2 separate regions of the Ovis aries genome follow, and region 1 is linked to region 2. Evidence: chromatin contacts called from public Hi-C data. All regions are on one chromosome and are shown on one strand. The core of a region is the stretch at or near the end of the contact, and the rest is flanking DNA. Distances in the headings are between cores, read along the strand shown.

Region 1 (7,222 bases), core at 2,897-5,396, 370 kb before region 2:
TCCACTCAGGATGCAGTAATTTGAACAGGGAAAATTCAATATAAAAAGCTGTTTACTAAGTGGGGTAAAAGGAATCCTCTAACGGATACAGGAATAACGGAGAGAGGGAGCAGCCTCTACCTCCAGAGATAACAGAGAAAACCCACGGAAGGATAAACTTGGAAAGAGCCCTCCCTCTCCACCGAAGCTGAGGCTCGGAACTCTCTGGTGGGTGCGTGGTGGGGGCTCACTGGATGGCAGAGAAGCTTGCCGAGGCGCTGCAGGCTGGGGTTGGCAAGCAGGAAGCTGCGCTGGGAGGATGGCAAAATCTAACTGGAAGCCGCCCACTGGCAGCTGTGCTGTAGAAGGAGGAAGAGAAGACCCTTCAGCGTTCTTCTGGCACCTTCCATCCACTGATGGGGCACAACAGTGGTGCTGGCTGGCGAGACCACAGGGCAGAGATGGTGTGTTTCGAGCAGAGAAGCACTAAGTTAACAACTGACACACACCCTGTTTACATTCTCATAATTAGACGACATTTCATAGGGAATCCTTTCTATTTGTGTTATATGTGTTTATAGCCTGGTAGCTCAGTGGTAAAGAATCTGCCTGCGAAGCAGGAGACGCAGGTTTGATCCCTGGGTCGGGAAGATCCCCTGGAGAAGGAAACGGCAATCCATTCCAGTATCCTTGCGTGGGAAATCCCATGGACACAGGAGCCTGGTGGGCTACAGGACAAGAGTCAGACACGAATTAGAAACTAAACAACAGGCAGTACATAGCAGCCTATGGTTAGGACAGCCCTGTGCTCTTAGCGGTCGGCTGCAGTCACCGTCATGCTGGTTATTACAACATCCCCTTTCACTCTAAGGAATGTCCCTTTTTGGAGGATAAAAACGTGGTCACACGAACTCTTTACATACTATTTTCTGTCAAACTATTCCCACTGGTAACAGTTAGAAACACAATAGATACAGATACGCAAAACTGAAGACAGCCCAGGTGTGGAGGGGTCCAGATTCAGGAAGAAGTGCAGCCCGAGCTGCTTTGCTCCGTGACGCATTGTTCGGTTTGTAGGTGGGAGAAACTAAGAGGCTGAAAAGCTGAGCCAAAAGAAATAGTTCTCAAGAGTGATATATGATTTTTAAAATGTACGTCTGGGTTTGTCTAAAAGAGCTCTTTTAATACGTACAAAATAAAAAGTCTGACATGAAAGCACAGTGTTGTTAAAATGGCAGCATCTTTTCTTTCTCTAATATCACATAAAGTCATGGTACATTTTATAGGATAGGGCAACTCAGATTTGATGAAATATGGTATATTTGTTCCCATGTTTGAATGTCTCTATGGCAGAGACTCCTGGAAGTGGAACTGCTGGGTCAAAGGACATGTATTGGATAGATTCTGCTTAACTGTCTTAAAAAAACAAGAAAACTGAACAGTGTTCATTTCCCCATACTAACACTGAAATGCCATCAGTCTTTAAATGTTTTTCTCCTCTGACAGGCTCTCACCATGTCATTTCAGCTTCAATCCAGAGTCAAGGGAATCTGTACTTTCCCAAATTATCATGTTCCTCTCCTGTGTGTAATTGGTTCAAATCTGTATCACACTTCCCTAGAGCTTGGGCCATAAGACCGACACATCTTTCTCCTCCAAAGGGCAAATAAAGGGTCATTCTCCATGTGGTGCTGGTAAGGATCATGGACTACTAGGATAGGAAGGGATTTTAGACATTGCCAAATCCTAGAAGTTCTGAAAGACATTCAAGATGATTCTCACTGTTACAGGTGATAGAGCATCTTCTCTATTTCTACTTAGAAAAATAATACAATAATTCTTCATTCAACCTCTTGCCCCATGAATGTGAGATCACTCTGGGAACATCTGAGGCCTGCTGACCAGCACCTGCAGTGGTCCCTAAATACCAGATGTGTTTATGATTCAGCAGCAGTCGTGGGTCCTAAGTGGTGAGTTTTGACTCCTCTGTAGCACCTATCTAAAATCATATATTGCTTCATATACAACCATAATGGAATGCTGGCTAAAAACATAAAATATAAAAAGTTTGCTGAAATAAAGTAAAAGAAGACCATAAAATGAAAATTCTACAAATCTAGTTCAAGATGGTCTTCATTTACTTGATGTGCAAATTGCATTCGGCTAATCAAAATGTTTATCTTGTATGTCAGAAGCAAAAACCAAAAAGACAAAATATGGTGATCATTATATCCAATTTGGTCTTTCATTATTAGGAATAAAGACCAGCCACGCCCGCTTCATGTTATTTGCAGAATGGTGCTTACACACAGCAGCCGGAACCCTTCTGTTTTAGCTCATCATTTAGACACACAAAAACATGAAAGTAATAAAAATAAACCAGTTTTTAAAGTGCAAAAAGCATAAATTCTAAACATTCAGTTAGGAAAGCAGTTTGTGTCTATTTTCGATGCTACAGTGAGTCATTGCATTTCATACATTTTAATACATTTGTCCTAAGACCAGTATATGCTCTTTTAAAGACTGTTAACAAAGCATGCTTTTCCCTTACATAATTAAATCAAACATTTTGCATTACATGGTAAATGGGAAGTTGAAACTAGTCTTATGATACTATGGATGTTACTCAAGTTTATTTTAATATCATACATATATCTAAAATAAGTTTTAAGAATCACTTCTTTGTTCCACATTACACAAATTATTACATGATTAAATCAGCGCAAGCTGTTGTCAAGGGTATACATGGTAAAAGGAATTCTCCAGTCAAGATAGGATAGGAAACTCTGGTTTAGACCTCAGTTCACAAATGAGGAAACAGGCCCAGAAAGGGTAAGAGATTTACTTAAAGTCACACAACCGGGGAGGGCCAGACTCAGACTCTTCGTTCAGTGCTCTTCAGGATGGGTGTGTATGAGGTTAAGTGATTTGAAGGTCTCAGTATACTCGTTCTTGCTGAAAAATCTCTCTAGCAGCACAGGTTCTGACACTACCCTCTCTAGGCTCAGCACTGCCCTCACCAGATTCCTCCGTTAGAGCCCTAATTTCCTTGGGGATTAAACTATTTTAGTTCTAAAAGGCTGTATTAGGTGTTGCCTTCCGTTCCTGCGCAACCACGGTCAGTTAATATCTGCTGAACCAAAACTGTAAAGGGTCTCATACAAAGCAGTATCTGCTTGAACCAATACAAGATCTGAAAGTGAAGCGTGGAAAGGGAAGTTGGACCACCAGGGGCTATCTTTGCTCCTTATAATTCACCAGAAATATTCTACCTGAGGAGCTAGGAGCAAGAAAGAGCAGACTCTGCAAATGCTACTGGATCTGAGCAGATGCTGTGTTTGAGTCCATAACTTATTTTCGTGTCTTTTAGGAAATTAACCCCTTTCAATTTAGGGGAAAAATTATTCCCACCTGTGGGCAAATCATGCCTTTACCTTGAGAGTTTGTTCTGTGTTTTAGGAGGGATTTATTTCAAAGGCTCACTCTCTGCTGTCCTTGATTTACCAAGGACCCAGCAAAGTCGGCTCCAAGGAGCCCTAATCCTGGCATTTTGTAAACAGCTCTGCATCCACCATCAGCCTGAAGGGATCTTGCAGGGGTGTTGACCATCCTTCCAGAGCTCTGGATGCATATCTCCCATAGTCCACAAACCATCTGGAGAGGCCACCTATCTCCTTTCCCTGGGTGCACACCACAGTATGCACAAAGCATTGACCTTCCTGAAAACACCCCCTTCAGAGGCCCCTCCCTTACACAGAGCCTGTGTCTGTCACCTCAGCCTTTGCCTGACCATTCCAGTCTTCTCTGCTCCAATTTCAAGGCTTTTCTACAATCCTACTCTTGACTTCATCACCCAAACACAACCTGTTAATGACAGTCAGCACCATCAATGTGATTAAGCTTCCCTGGCGGCTCAGACGGTAAAGGTTCCAGCCTGCAATGTAGGAGACCGGGGGTTCAATCCCTGGGTTGGGAAGATCTCCTGGAGAAGGAAATGGCAACGGGCTCCAGTATTGCTGCCTGAAGAATCCCAAAGACAGAAGAGCCTGGCGAGCCCGTCCATAGGGTCGCAAAGAGTCCGACATGACTGAGCAACTTAACACTTACCTTCCCTTCAACACGGTGATTATGCATGATCATTATTCTGCCCCCATCCCTTGCTCGTGATGGTTCTTAAATTTATTGACATAGTGTTCTCTTGTTTGTTGTCCTGGCTCTCCCAGGAAAGCAGAGGTCATCTAACAGAGAGGCGCCGGCGACAATCGACAATCGATGGAGGGAATCCGAGAGGGAAGGGGTCGGGGGACTTGTTGGAGGAGGCTGCTGATAAACTCCCAGAGGTCCCCACTAGAGTTATCAGTCAAGGATAACAGACACAGTGCCTAGAACTCTCCAGAATGTTTACATTAAAATTTGAGATCAGAAAAAATATAATAAATGTAACGATAAATCCAGCCTGGATTATATTTGTGTTTTATAGCAGCAAAACTTAATTTAAAAAAAAATTTTTTTTAATGCAGAAAGGGGCCCACAAAGACGAAGTGCATAAGGCGCGGGACAGTCATAATTCAGTCCTGGGTAAGGTTTACACTTTCCGCTTAAAAAACAGAAATGGATATCCAGATATTTGTAGGAGACCTCTTGATTTTACATATTAGGAACTCGCTTTAAACAAAACATACATTGTGTGGCCCAACAAAAGACGCGGAACCTAGGCTGCAGCCTCTTGAAGACTCGGACTATCATCGTGTCCCCGGAACGCCCGTGGCTTGACAAGATTTCGGGGACACTTCTTCAGCCTGAGTGCCCGAGCACCCCACTCAGGACAGAGTAAGGGGCAGTAGAAAGCCTTCGGGACACAACAAGGGTCTGACGGTAAAATCCCCGCCCCGTCCGGTGTTGGAAGCTCGAAGGCCACTTCAGCCCCGGCACTCTCTGGAGCCTCAACCGGCTTCGCCCTTTCGCGGGTTTCCCGGCTCCCACCGACTTCCAGGGAGCGCAGGTTAGGGGGTGGAGTCTTCCCGCTCACCAGGCAGGCTGGAGCAGGGCGCAGGGACAGTCGTCCGGGACATCTACGGCCCCGGAGCCCAGGCCGCCCCATCCCTCGCAACAGGGCCCGCCCGCCGGCCGCAGCCTGTCTCCTGGGTGAGACCGGCTCCTCGCGGGGTCTGCTCCCGGCAGGCGAAGCTCCACACCGAGGACTCGGAGGTGGTTTTCAGACCGCCGCGGCCAGGGCTCCTCCTCCCGCGCTGCTCAGGGAGGCGGGCTGAGCTCTTTACAAGGCCCTGCCACACGACCCCGCCATTCCAGACGGAGACTTCCGCAGCCTCCCGGCCTTAACTCGAACGGGAGCTGCTGGACCGGAAGCTGCGGGGTCTCGGGGCCCCGGCTAGTTCCCGCCGTGCCGAGCCGAAGGTGCGCATGCTCCGCAGAGGCCCGCACGGGGCCTGAGTAAACCCTGATAGAGCCATCGCAAGGCGGGGTGAGCAGAGCTCCAGTGGCGCAATCGGTTAGCGCGCGGTACTTATACAGCAGTACATGCAGAGCAATGCCGAGGTTGTGAGTTCGAGCCTCACCTGGAGCACGACCCTTTTGGATACCCGCACGTTTCCCCACTTTTACCTCCGTGCTCAAGGAAACGAATCAGTCTCTCTTTACACTCCTCAGTTCCTGTCTCTTGACTGCTCTGCTTGCGTGTTTTGCTCCGCTGCAGGCAGGAAGCCGCTCGTATCCGCTCCTCTAACTCGCTTTCCAAGCTACTTGTTGCCCCCGCGAACCATCCAGCCGCCCGAACCCGGACGTTTACCTGCTGCTCCCTCTCCCTAGGCATTTCCTTTAACGGCACCCAGTCCCGGATCCCGGGACCGGGGATGTGGACCGCAAGGGCGCTGCACCGGTGATGGGGCCCTACCTGGGTCTCGTCATCGAAAACTCCGGCGCCCTCTCTACGGGGCTTGCCCGAGCTCCCGGAGCCGGTTCCCGGGCGCTGCCCCTCACCCAGGACCAGGAGCGGCGGGGTGCGCGTTGGGTGGCGGGGCGGGAGCCGAGCGACCACTCCCGCGAAGCCCAGAGCAGGAGCGGTCGCTGTCCTCCTTTTTAACTACTACTAACTAGTCGTCGCCCCTCCCTCGGATCTAGAGCCCCTAGACGGCGGGCCCTTCTCCCCTCCTCAGGCCTCCAGGCCTCCCTGGGCGGATCTGCAGAGTTTGGGAAAAGTGCCTGGGCGTCTTCCTCCCTATTTGTGCCCCTTCTCCCTGGTGTCAGACAGGACGGGTGGAATTCGCTGGCAGACGGGAGAACAGACGTTTTCTAGGGATACCCTTTCCTGGCCGCCGCACACCCCATGTTCAGAAGTACCCCCTCTAAGCAGGATATCTGCCAGCTGGATTTGGAATGTTCCAGCACGTGAACGCACCCCTGAGGCACGGGGGCCGCTTTGCCTGCGGATGGGTGGGCGGGGGGCGCCCCACATCCCCGGGAGGTGGGGCGAAGTGGAGACCAAGAGTAGCTGGGATGAGAGGCCTCCCGCACACGTTCTCCCATACGCGTGTTTTCAGCTGTTTTTATGGGGTGTGCTAGTAAACTCCTGGGATGGAAATACTACCGGGAGTGCTGAGAGGAAAGACCTGGAAAGCTCTGAGAAAGTGGGCGGAGCTCTTGTCTGTCTCCTCGACTGCTAACCCCAGCCCCCGGTTCCGAAAGGGAAGCCCCGCACCACCTGGAATGTGAGAAAGTCCGTCCCTCGTCACCTAACCTGGCTGGACCAGACGCTTCTGCTCACAGGCTCATCCTCTGCAGATGGTGAGGGCTCCCCTTTAGAAATCTGGCCAGCCTGGAAACAAGTATCTGTCCGCCACCCCGACACAAAAAATTGGCTTATTTTTTTAAAAATAGCTTCGAGATATAACTCATATACCCTACCATTCACCCACTTAGTTTGCAGTTCAGTGGATTTTAGTGCTTTCACAGATAGGTGCAACCATCAGTCACCACAGTCAATTTTAAAACATTCTTATCAACTCAGTAGGAAATCGTGTATCCTTCACCTATGACCCCACCCCACCACTAAATAATCACTAATTTACTTTCTGTCTCTACATTTCCCCTTTTCTGGACCTTCATATGAATGGAATCATAATGTGTGGTCTTTCGTGACTGGCTTCTTTCAATGTTTTCAAGATTCGTCCTGTCCTACCTTGTATCAGTACTTTCTTTTTTTTTTTTTTTTTTAATTTATGGCTGG
Region 2 (6,379 bases), core at 1,716-4,215:
TGAAACCAGTAACCAGTATGAAACTTTGGAATGCAAGGTTTTTCTTTTTTCCAGACATATATAACTTTGTTAAAAAACAAACACCTATGGAGCTGAGGTGTACTATCAAGGCATATTCTTGGCAGAATATTGGATTCTAAAAGCTTATAGGTTTAGCAAGGCGGTGGTTGGCTGGTTTGTTTACACTGGTCTGGGACAAACAATTAGGAACCTCTCTCAAGACAAGAGTCCCGACATCTGGACTGTAACTAATGCTTTTCAAGTGAAGATATGGAATGGTGGTTGATAGCTGCTGGTGCTGGGTTGATTTTTCCTAAAATCCCAAACGCATCGGAGACCTAAAAAAGTTTGTTGTTTGGTTTTTTGTTCTATCCGCATCACAACTGCTCTGTTGTGAGTCTTTTGTTCATCAATACAAAAAGTTCGTTGGCTTTTTTCCCGCTCAACAAGAATGAAACTTCGTAATAATAATAAAAATAATAATAATAATAAAAAAACAAAAAACAAAGAGGGAACCGAAAGGGGAGGGGTGGGGGCCCCTCCCGGCACTCAAGTTCGAGTCCAAGTGCTCGGCACAGCCTGCAGTCTGCTTGTGGCCGATGTCACTCCCCACACTCCCGTGCCCCTCTGCCCCTAAGCAGGGGCGCCCTCCAACACCCCCAGAACCGCCTTCCCTTCCTTCTCCTCACTGGCGCCCTCTTGCCTCAGTCGTCGGAGATGGAGAGGCGGCTGAAGATGGGTAGGCGGCGACCCGGGTCAAGGCCGGGGGACTCAGAGCCGCTGAGGCTGCCCGAGCTCAGGGAGCCGCTCAAGTAGCTGTCGCGGTCCGACAGCGAGTCTGGGGGGCTAGGGGGCGCGTCGAACACCGGCGACTCGGACAGGCGGCGTGGCAACTGGAAGCTGAAGGGCGGCGAGGGCGGCGCGGCGGCGCTGGCAGGGAGGGGCGCGCTGGGCGGCGCCGGGGGCTGCGCGGGGGGCACCAGGCCCTGTTGCTGCTGCTGCTGCTGTTGGCTGCGATAGTAGGCGGCAGCAGCCACAGCGGCAAAGTTGTGGGTCTGGATGGCGAGCGGTGTGATGAGGCTGCTCAGCTCCGGGCCGAAGGCGAAGGCGTTGTTAGCGCACGAGGCCGACGAGCAGGTGGCGCAGGGCGCGCCGGGTGCAAGCAAGTCCTCGGCGCCCCCGGTGCCGTACAGCAGCGCGGCCGCCGCCGCGGCCGCAGCAGAAGCGCAGCACGTCGGGGCGCCGGAGGGCGTGGAGGCTGCCGAGGCCGACGAGCAGGACGAAGCGGACGACGAGCAAGACGAGGCCGAAGAGCAGGAGGGTGGCGGCGGTGTGCGCGACGTGGGGCTGTCGAGAAGCAGGGGCGACTCGAGGCCCCCAGGGGGCTGGTGGTGGCCCGACGGGAAGCCCGAGAAGCTGAGGCTATGGTGCAGCTTGGGCCGCGGTTCCCGCGGGAAGCCTAGGTGCAGCGCGTCGCGGGCGCTGAAGGTGCGCAAGTCCCCGGAGGCGCCCCCGGACGGCGCGGGTCGCCGCTCATCAGCGTTGTGGATGAAGTGGCAGCGCGGCCCGTAGGGGCAGAAGCCGATGGTGTGGAAGGTGCGGCACAGCTCGGTCTTGTACTTGGGGTGCCGCGTCAGGCTGCGCAGCTCGTGGAAGCCGTGCGCGAACTGGCACTTCTCGCCGTACTTGCAGGTGCCACTCTCCTCGAAGGGCCGGCACAGCTCAGTTTTGTAGCGGGTCGAATTGATCTGGGAGCCGCCGCCCCCCTTCTGCTGTTGCTGCAGGTGCAGGAGGTGCTGGCTGCGCTCTCCGTTCTCGCTGAACGAGCGGTCCCGGAATTTGTTCTCCTTGTTCAGCAGGGCGGTGCCGCCGCCCCCCGACGGCTCCTTGAGGGTGCCGTAGGAGGCCGAGCCGCCGGCCGCCGCGCTACCGTTAGCCGCGCCCGGGAACTTGGGCGAGCAGCTGCCGGGGCTAGGCGCGGGGTGGGCGAGCGCGTGCAGGTTGCTGGCCGAGTGCCGTCGGAGGAAGCCCGGCGTGAAGCCCGAGCTGGGGGCGGTGGCCACGGGTGTCCCCACCGCCTTCTTGTCCAGCATGTTGTTCAGATTGAGGTTGGCCAGGGATTTCTCCGTCTGCCAAGAGGAGGGGAGCGGGGAAGAGATGAAAAGGGAGGAGGGAAGAGTTGGGGCGAGTTGCGGAGTAGCCACTACCAGCCCTCCGATTCTTTTTCCTTTTTTCGGATCTCGATTCGGCCCAACTTCCACACTTAAACGCGCACAAGAATCAAGTTCGTACTGGGAGGAGCCGGACTCTCCCACCCTAGGCCGCGCTGCGTCGCGACATGTGATCCTCAGCCGTGGGCCGCAGGCCTGGGCGGCGCAAACCCCGTCCGGGAAGCCCCGGGCAGCGTGGCTGCGGTGAAACTTAACAGCTACAGCGACTCCCTTCTGCCTTTCCTCCCAGCTGCTCCTTCTCCCCGCCCACAAGGCTCGAGCAACAGTGCAAACTCTGGGGTTTTTCCCGAATCTAAAAAAGTCAGAGCGGGAAGAGAACCCCCAAAGCCGAGGACAGAAGGCCAAGCCTGAGAACTTGAAGGGCTCCCTGCTCACCCGCGTACCTTGCACAAGAAGTCGATATCGTAGAAGGCGGACAGAAGTGTGGTCGACATGTTTCTGGATCCTCTAATGGTCGGAGCTGGAGACTGGGAGATCCGGAGGAGCCCTCGGGGCGGCGCGGCCGGGCCCGAGCCACGACGAGTAACGGGCGAGGGGCGAGGGAGAGACCGAAAGTTTGCTGGGGGGCGAGAAAAGAGGGAGCGGGGGCAGCAGCGTGGACTGGTTTGAGGGTGTCCGGGAGTGCGGAGTTGGGGGGAAAGAAGAGTTAAGCTAGAGCGCTCCTCCGCGCCCCGGGGTGCCCGGCCCGCCCCCCCCGCGCGGAGCCGACGGCAGCTCGCGGACTGGTGGAACTCAGCGGCCTGCGAGCGCGCGCTCTATATAGAGCCCCCGGAGCGCGGCCGCTCCGGGGCGGGCGTGCCAGGGGAGGGGACAGAATGCTGACCCCGTAGGGGTCTCTAGGCAACGCCGCCCGCCCGCTGGCGGACGTCAAGAGCCTTCCTGGCCTCCCATTGGCCGCCGCCAATTTTTTTCCTCTGGGGGAGGGGACGAAGAGGCCTCGGGGCGGGGCTGGCCGCCTTGGGCTCCCGGGGCGGCGTGGAGATCTCGGCGGAGATGGGTGCTGTTGGTTGCTGGCGGGAAGATACGGCTCCCTTCTTCTGGGGCTGTTCTGTCGGAAATCCCCAGCAGGTCTAACGTGGTTGGGTTTCTGCAGCCCTGAACGTGTCTTTCCCCGCCCGATCCTGCTAGACGAAATTGCGGAGCTTTTATCTCCTACTCTGTTTAATATTGGGCGCGGGAATTGCAAAGTGCAAGAATATTGCAACCGTCCGCGCGGCCCGGCTGCTTTGGAAAGGGTCCTCTGGCCGGGGGGGCGGGGACTCTGGGCCCGAGTTTAATGGGTGGTGGCTGCGTCCCGACTGCACGTGGAGATGCGGTGGGGGTGGGGGCGGGAGCGGCCACGCGGGCGGCCGCCTGGGCAGTCTCTCCCGGAGGAGCCTGGGCCCGTTTCTCCGCCCCTCTTCCCGCCCAGACTGCAGTAAACAGGGCTTGAATGCCGAGGCCTGCCGGGCAGGGCTGAGTGTCTGAGGACAAGGCGCTGGCTTTGCTAATCACATCACAAGACCTTGAGCCAGGGCCAAAGTCGCAGAGTGGCGCGGGGCGTCCCGGGCGGGAGAGCCGCCTGGGAGGACGGGAGGAAAGGCCGGGAGAGCCGCGCAGGCATGGAGGCCACTTCCCGCCGCCTTGTCCGTCTGCTGGTCTGTCCGGCTTTCCACAGTCCTCCTGGGGGTCGAGGTACAGCTGCCCGCCGAGGCTCCCGTCCGCCGCAGCCTTGGCCTGGCGCGCTCCTCCTAGACCCTCCCTGGCCGTTCAGGGCGCCGCGCCCTTCCTTAGCTCGTCCTGGGTTGCGGGCTCCCGCTGAGGACTACCCGCAGCCAGGCAAGGCTGGGCACCGAGGATTCACCTAGTGGGCTCTCCTTACCTTCTGTTGCCAGTCCCACACCCCAGAAGCCTGCATTGGTATAAGATTTTGCCAGCCAGTGCCCTCTGGGTGTGAGGCAGACACCACCTCGCCCCAGCACCCAGTGAGGCTTAAGCCTCTGTTAGATCTGGGGTCCTGTCCAGGACACTTCGCGTCTATGCAGACGCTGCCTCTGAAAGGCTGGAGTCCGGCCCATGATTTCGCACACCTGGCAGCCTAGGCTGTTACTGGGCCTAAGTTGGAAGGTCCAGTACCTGCCAGGGAAAGAAGCTCCTGCGACCCACACCCCCTTGCCCAGTTGATCTTATTTCTGGCTGTGTATCCTTGTGCTTATTTACATTCCGCTGCACTCACTCCCTCTCTCAGCACCCTGGGAAGGAATGAACTAGGCCTGTCTCTCAGGAAACCAACTCCTTCAAGTTCAGCTTGCATGCAGAGCCAACTGCTGGACTCTCTACCCGTCCAGGGTGCTTGAGCCAGGGCAGGGCTGTAAGGACTTCAGGATCAGAAACAGGGCTGGAGTTCAGCCTCCTTCCCTTATAAACCACATGGTTTTAGACAAATCACATAATCACTTGGGCAACTGGGTTTCCTTGTAAAACTAACATAATTTCTGCTTTACTAATCTTATCACCTTTTGTCAAGGTGCCAATGCAAATGAGTTATCTGTTATGGTGTTTAAAAGATAAACAAGTAAATTCCATCTTACTTATTAAATTGACAAAGCAAAAAAATGGAGCAAGTCAGACCTCTGGAGCATGGCTGGATGGGTGAAGGTCCACAGAATAGTGAATGTAGAGCTGAGAGGGCACCAAATTTTGGACCCTCCAGCTTGGAGCCAAGGGCAGTGACCTCAGAAGGAGTGACTGCTTTAGTCTCACCACCCAGCCTATACTGATCATTAGACAAGGCTGGGCATTCATGGCAGACACCTGTAGCCTAGAATACCCAAGAACCCTGACTCTGTTTTGTTCCTTGTTGAAATGAACCCAAACGCAAGAGTTTGAGGATGGCTTTACAGTGGGATATTTTGAATTGCCCCTGGGAATGCATCAGGGAAGTGTGAAACAGCCATTTCCCAGGCCACCACCCCTGCTATTGAAAGTCAGTGACAAGATTTCATATACAAAAACCAGTGGAAATGTGTCTCTCCTGTACTCCCAAGCTGGCGACAACCAGCCAAGCTCAAAATCTGGGGTAATTCCCAGTCAACACCTATGAGAACACCCACTTTGGGAGCTGAGTAGACGACTTTGGAGCTTGCATGCAAACATGCCATGGTACATGCTTTGGTACAGAGTACCTGCTGGTAGAAATATTTTTATTATTATATAACTGCTTTTATTTCATTTTAAATGGAGAAAAAGGGAATGCTGGACTCTTCCAGTGAGCTGAGCTTTATTAGAGCCAGTTTCATAATTATTCTACCATGGTTATCATTATGTTGTACCAACAGTTACCTGACTTCTCACCAGCCATGTCTTCTCAGGACAAAAAGAAATGTTAAGCTGGCAACTTTCCATCAAGTGTGGGATACACAGATGCCTAACCAAGTAATTAATTCAGGATCACAACAAACACATTTTGAGCTGAATAGTGCAAAACCACCAGGGAATTTTCTGTTCTTTTTAGGACAAAACTTTGGACACTAAATTAACTTCTTTCCATGCCTCTTCCTACAGCTCTTTACTAGTAGGCTCTATTTATTTAGTGTTAGGTGGTTTTCTTTCAAAGAGAAACAAATTATACTTGAAATATAAATCTTTCTGCAGTAGGAAATGATCATATCAAATCCTCTCCCCTCTGCCTGCCTGATCAAACCCTCAAACATCAATAAAATAATTATAACTGGTTGCTCACCTGTGAAGTATTTAAAAATATTTAGACTCTAAAAGCTGAACCAAGTGTACACCCAATTACTGAAATGGTTTCTTCAGATAACTAGGATGAAGTGGACGTGAATGAGGTTATGACCTATCCAAGCTATGAGTATCAAGATAACTGTCTTTGGGTGACACTCTGAAATTACAAATTAAAAACGGTAAGGCAGGAGAAGGCAAAGGCAAGCCACTTCAGCACTCTTGCCTAGAAAATCTCATGGATGGAGGAGCCTGGTAGTCTGCAGTCCATGGGGTCGCAAAGAGTCGGACAGGAGTGAAGCGACTTAGCAGCAGTAGCCGCAGCAGTGAAAACCAAAATCAGCAGCAAAACGTATGCAATAGCGACACCTGCTGGGTGTCTGAGGAAGTGGGGAGGGCTGGATTAGAAAAGCAGAGTCCTAAGGTTT

What was found. Hi-C and Micro-C count contacts between places; a contact is called where the count stands out from the background.
Region 1: a contact with region 2 is called in a Hi-C map of liver, with 8 times the contacts expected there. The contact joins the promoter of LOC105606921 here to the promoter of ZFP36L2 in region 2. A contact is called at or near these places in 5 of 16 Hi-C or Micro-C datasets (liver, muscle, omental adipose tissue and 2 more).

What each region holds. Positions count from the first base shown.
Region 1 is chr3:81,348,463-81,355,684 of ARS-UI_Ramb_v3.0, reverse strand. LOC105606921 reads left to right here and starts at 4,146. Exons shown (of 5, transcript XM_060413657.1): 1 at 4,146-4,319; 2 at 4,500-4,557; 3 at 5,130-5,394. The coding sequence starts at 4,146. TRNAI-UAU (transfer RNA isoleucine (anticodon UAU)) reads left to right here and starts at 5,471; the gene lies at 5,471-5,563.
Region 2 is chr3:80,981,791-80,988,169 of ARS-UI_Ramb_v3.0, reverse strand. ZFP36L2 (ZFP36 ring finger protein like 2) reads right to left here and starts at 2,965. Exons shown (of 2, transcript XM_027966890.2): 1 at 2,615-2,965; 2 at 1-2,129. The coding sequence starts at 2,665. The coding sequence ends at 705. LOC114113940 (a long non-coding RNA gene) reads left to right here and starts at 2,800. Exons shown (of 3, transcript XR_006059214.2): 1 at 2,800-6,379.